Regions from separate parts of the Mus musculus genome. Here region 2 is linked to region 1. Evidence: chromatin contacts called from public promoter capture Hi-C data. All regions are on one chromosome and are shown on one strand. Each heading gives the region's core, a stretch centred on a gene start, on an enhancer-like site or on the middle of the called end of the contact. The rest is flanking DNA. Distances are from core to core; before and after follow the strand shown. Region 1 holds the start of Dnaaf2 (dynein, axonemal assembly factor 2). Region 2 holds the start of F730035M05Rik (RIKEN cDNA F730035M05 gene).

Region 1 (2,700 bases), core at 45-2,544:
GCAAAGAAAGTAAAGAACAAGAATTTGGAATGCTGAAAATGAAAGAGGAAGGGAAGTCACGCCATTTCAGGCCTCTGGGGCTTAAGCAGTTATTACTCAAATGGAGACATCTGATGGACAGTTGATGAGTCTATAAGCTTAGAATGTGAAACAGAAGTTGGTTATTTGAGTTTTATTTACTTACTTGTTTTGGGTTTTCAAGACAGCGTTTCTCTGGATTCCTTGGCTTTTCTGGAACTTGCTCTGCAGACCAGGCTGGCCTTGAACTCAGAGTCACCATGGTAGTTGAGTACATATATTTAGCATGTGAAAGAGATGGCATAACGGAGATGAGGTGTCATCCCAATCTTGGGACAGTCTACTTAAAATGTAACAGAGGAAGGCCTGCAGATTGGTGGAAAGAATGCTTGTCTCAGGTGTGAGGCCCTGGGTGTGGTTCTGTGGACATTCCCTCCCACAAAAGGAGGAGGCATAAGAGAGAAGCCTGGGAAAGGTCTTGTGATTGCAGTAATGCCAGTATAAACTGCTAAATGCTGCACTTGTAAAACAGGTCTGGGACTGCCCAGCAATCAATAAGTAACCATACCCTAGACCTGGGTGTGTGGCTCAGTGGTACAGCTCAGGCCACAGGTGGGAAGTCCTGGATCCCACACCTAGCCCTGTAACAAAACCAAGTTTCTATAGTCTGGCACAGTAAAGTTCCATTATGTAACTACTACATCTGCTGCATTGGTTCCTAGTGGAGCATTGTTAAGAGACTACAGAGTCAATCTAAGGATATCTAGTTTAAAAAAAAAGCGCAGTTATAAATTCTATTCTCAACCCAAGGAAATTGATCAGGACAAACTGTAATTTTGCTAAGTGATTTGAGAGCTTGCATTTACATTATAAAAAGCGAACACCTTTCTGATGCTTATTAATCTCTGGGATTTGTTTTGTCATCTTTTGCCCCCAAGGGTTTCTGGGAGACAACTATAAGGTGGAATACCTGAAAATGGTAAGGGTTTACTAACGTTGGTTCCACAAAGTAAAGAGAGTCAGATAAAGTTAGGTTTGTGAATTAGCTAGTAAACTTCTCTCTTGTTGGTGAAATTAAACAGTTAATAAGATAAAGACACAGCGCTGAAGATGAGGACAGTTACCACAATAGACTGCAAAGTACACGTATCCTGACACAGTAATTTAAAACCTGTAGCAGGTAGTGTCTGCTTGGTTTGAAGTAACAGTGGAGCCTATTTCTAGCATTTCTACCAGATCGCTGCCCCTCCTCCCAGGCGTTACTATGGCAACAAAGCACGCGCTGCCCGGCCTTGACAATCCAGCCGTTACCTTCTTGGACTGGTCAGTTCTCCATGAGCCAGACTCTGAAGCGCATCCTAGACACTCAATTCACCCTGATCCTTCACTGGGTCTGGGCATTGGGCCGTGTGGGTCACCATGGCCAAGGCGGCGGCCTCCTCAGCGCTGGAGGACTTGGATCTGAGCAGAGAGGAGGTGCAGCGGTTCACCTCCGCCTTTCAGGACCCAGAGTTCCGCCGAATGTTCTCCGAGTACGCCGCGGAGATCACGGACCCCGAGAACCGGAGGCGCTACGAGGAGGAGATCACAGCCCTGGAGCGGGAGCGTGGGGTGGATGTGCGGTTCGTGCACCCTGAGCCGGGCCATGTGCTGCGTACCAGCCTGGACGGGGAGCACCGCTGCTACGTGAACGTGTGCAGCAACTCACTGGTAGGCGTACCTAGCAGCCGGCCCGGCCCGGGGCGCGGCGGCACGGCAGCTGGCAGCCACTGGTCCCTGCCCTATAGCCTGGCTCCCGGCCGCCAGTATGCCGGCCGCAACGGCGCCCGCTACACCGTCTACGACGTGGTCTTCCACCCCGAAGCGCTGGCGCTGGCCCGGAGCCACGAGCGCTTCCGCGAAATGCTGGACGCCACGGCCCTGGAGGCGGTGGAGCAGCAGTTCGGCGTCAGGCTGGACCGCAGGAACGCCAAGACCCTGAAGATCAAGTACAAGGGGATGCCCGAGGCCGCAGTGCTCCGCACGCCCCTACCCGGGGGCGTCCCGGCCCAGCCCGAGGGGGAGCCACCAGGGCTTTTCCCGGACCCACCATATCCATACCGCTACCCCGCGGCAGCGGCGGCGAACACTGCCCGCTCGCCCGCGTCCCCCGCTCCCGAGGCCGTGCAGCGCCCAGAGCCCACGGAGCCGCGCTGCTCCGTGGTGCAGCGCCACCACGTAGACCTCCAGGATTACCGCTGCTCGCGCGACGCGGCCCCGAGCACCGTGCCGCACGAGCTGGTGGTCACCATCGAGCTGCCGCTGCTGCGCTCGGTCGAGCGGGCGGAGCTGGAGGTGAAGGGGAAGCTGCTGTGCCTGGACTCGAGAAACCCCGACTACCGGCTGCGGCTCTCGCTGCCGTACCCGGTGGACGACGGCCGCGGCAAGGCACAGTACAACAAGGCGCGGCGGCAGCTGGTGGTCACGCTGCCGGTGGCGCTGGCCGACGCGCGCCAGGAACCCCCGGCCGCGACACCGGAAGAGCCCGCGGAGGAGACCGGAACTGACGACGTAGCCCGCACTTCCGCGGGCGATTTTGCAGCGGCGCGGGAAGAGTCTGCAGATGGAACCGGAGCTGACCACGGGGAGAAGAGCGGTGTGGGAGCCCCAGACCCCGGGGCTGCACACGCTGAAGGGGAGCTC
Region 2 (2,700 bases), core at 15-2,514, 1.0 Mb before region 1:
GGGTACTTTCTCTAGCTCCTTCTTTAGGGGTCCTGTGTTCCACCCAATAGATGAGATTTTGCTGACAGGACCCTGATATCGCTATCTCTTGTGAGGCTATGCCAATACCTGGCAAATACAGAAGTGGATGCTCACAGCCTCTTAGCTTTAAGTCAAGCATTCTGACCAAACTCTGCACTCACTCTCAGCTCTGGGTATCTCTGGCTCAATCAAATCCAACCCTTACCCTGTCTCATAGGACCATGCTGTCCTCAAAGCCATTGCATGAAGCCACTTAGTTTTCATCTGCCCCAAAGGCTGGAGCCAAAACCCTGGAAGCTGGAAGGACCAGGATCTGAAACCGCAGTTAGATCTGTGACAGTAAAACTTTCACTTTTAGGGTAATAGCTGGTTTATATGAATTAAGTAACCAAACTCCTTCTCTGGCCTCTAATAGTTAGCTTTGTTTAGAAAGAAAAAAAGAAAGAAAAGAAAGAAGGAAAGGAGTGATAGACAGGAAGGAAAGAAGGCAGGCAGGTAGGCTGACACGGACCCTCTAGATGGCTCAGCAGGTAAAGGCATCTGCTGCCAAGCTTGACCGCTCTGGATCGATCCCAGCAACCATCACGAGAGGAGAGAACCAACCCTGGACCACTACGTGTCTGTGTGCACATTTGAGGACACACGCGTACAGTACATACATTTTGAGAAAAAAAAAATTGACATCTTAAAATGCCTCATGTTTACCTTTCCAAAGTTTAAACACCATCACATTCGGATCTGGTATAAAGATCACACACCAGTATGTCTCCTGAACACGGGACAACTGGTTCCTGGAGTGCTCTCTCCTTCTCCCTCCCTCCCCTTCCCCCACGCCCTCTTATCCTTATGCCTCATTTGGTCAAAGAGCAGTGCAAACAAGGGGTCTCAAATCGAACGAAGTCTTGTCCCCCACTGAGACTAAAGCTTTCTCAACAGACCCCTTGACTTTTACACCAACTGTGGCCAACTACTGTGGGTTAGTCCAGCCTGGGCCTAGGAGTCAAGAAACCCCAGTCCTGCGTCCTCAGAAAAAAAATAAATAAACCAACCAACCAAGGCCCCCTTAGAACCCAGGATAGTACTATGCCTAAAAACTGGGAAGCAAGACCGGGGCAATCAGGGTTAAATCACACTGACCCTACAATGTCACCCTGGGAAGCAACCGTGGAACCCACTGAGAAGAGGCAATGGCTTTACTGGGAACTCAACAAGCGAGCCAGCCGAGGCCTCCTTCCACACCGAGAGACGCGGTCAGAGCCTTTGCGCACTACGTGACCTGGACGTTCTGGGAGCGGCCGAGGGGCGGTGCCCGCAGCCGCAGCACCGCCCTGGGGCTCCCACGCCCCCCTGGGGGGGCGTCACTCTGGGAGCCACGGGTGGGCGGGAACCCGGAGAGGGGCGGATCCCCAACTCCCCAGCGTCTCAAAAGCAGCAAGTAAGGAAGGGAGGAGGCCAGTCCTGCAGCCCGGAGACCGTTCTGTGCTCCCTCCGCCCGCAACCATGGCAAAGCCCCTGACCGACCAGGAGAAGCGACGGCAGATCAGCATCCGAGGCATCGTGGGCGTAGAGAATGTGGCCGAGCTGAAAAAGGGTTTCAACCGTCACCTGCACTTCACTCTGGTCAAGGACCGCAATGTGGCCACCCCCCGCGACTACTACTTCGCCCTTGCGCACACAGTGCGCGACCACCTGGTGGGGCGCTGGATCCGTACACAGCAGCACTACTACGACAAGTGTCCCAAGGTACCAGGCGAAGGGCGTTTGTCCCCCCTCCCCTCCACTCCCTGTCCTGGTCTCGAAGTCTAGGCCAGCAGCAGGACATAGGCTCGGCCATCCCTTCCACCTCCCCCACAGCGGTGTGCCATCCTCAGGGCTCCACTGTGGTGTGAGATCCGGAGACCAGCTGGTGGCAAGAGCCCACGCTTCCCTCTCTGGCGAACTAAGCAAACTATGGAGTTTGCTCAGCACTTAACCAAGGGGGATCCTGCGCCTCCTATGTGATCCGTCCAGGTTCCGGGGGCCCTGACAATCCGCTCAGGTCCAGGGGGCCGGGAAGGGGCACAGAAAACAAAAACATACAAAAGCCTAGCCTTAGAGGGTCAAGCTTAGTGTTTAAGGAAAGGAGAGGGAAGTTTAGAGTTCCTCTAATAGTGACCCTGCCCAGGCCTCAGGGCTGCCTAGCTTAGCTGTGCAACAAAGATGGGGGAGGTCCCGGCCCAGGGCCCAGACCGAGTGGAGACTGCAGTTCCTGAACTTTGTGCTGACTGCCTGATGGGCCTTGCCAAGAGACTCACCTGAAGCTATCCCTGTAAAAACACCCTTCTCCCTTCCAGAAGCCTTGTGGAGGCCCCAGAGATGTGGGGGACACCACATTTAGGCAACCAGCTCCTATTTCTACCAAGGGCCAGAATGCGGAGTCTCTGGGGTGGTGGACATGTGGAGGAACACCACCCCATCATGACCAGTCTTGGAAGAGAACCAGAGCTAATGTGAAAGGTTGGGGAGGAGCGGACAGGGAGAGTGCAAGGCGGCAGCAGCCTTATGGGGGATGGTGTGGTGAATGTTTTGGAAGAGAAAGCTGGAAAAACTGGCTTTGGAGTTAAGTTGGAAAAGATGAACAGCAGACCCTGGTGGCAATGGGAAATGCGGATACATACTTACTACTTAGGCGTTTCTAAA

The links. Capture Hi-C pulls out chosen DNA fragments and counts their contacts.
Region 2: a contact with region 1 is called in a promoter capture Hi-C map of liver. The contact joins the promoter of F730035M05Rik here to the promoter of Dnaaf2 in region 1.

What each region holds. Positions count from the first base shown.
Region 1 is chr12:69,197,023-69,199,722 of GRCm38.p6, reverse strand. Dnaaf2 (dynein, axonemal assembly factor 2) reads left to right here and starts at 1,294. Exons shown (of 3, transcript NM_027269.4): 1 at 1,294-2,700. The coding sequence starts at 1,438. 9330151L19Rik (RIKEN cDNA 9330151L19 gene) reads right to left here and starts at 2,512. Exons shown (of 2, transcript NR_033222.1): 1 at 2,108-2,512; 2 at 1-1,995.
Region 2 is chr12:70,226,405-70,229,104 of GRCm38.p6, reverse strand. F730035M05Rik (RIKEN cDNA F730035M05 gene) reads right to left here and starts at 1,264. Exons shown (of 5, transcript NR_045174.1): 1 at 727-1,264. It overlaps Pygl (liver glycogen phosphorylase), which reads left to right and starts at 1,422. Exons shown (of 20, transcript NM_133198.2): 1 at 1,422-1,764. The coding sequence starts at 1,522.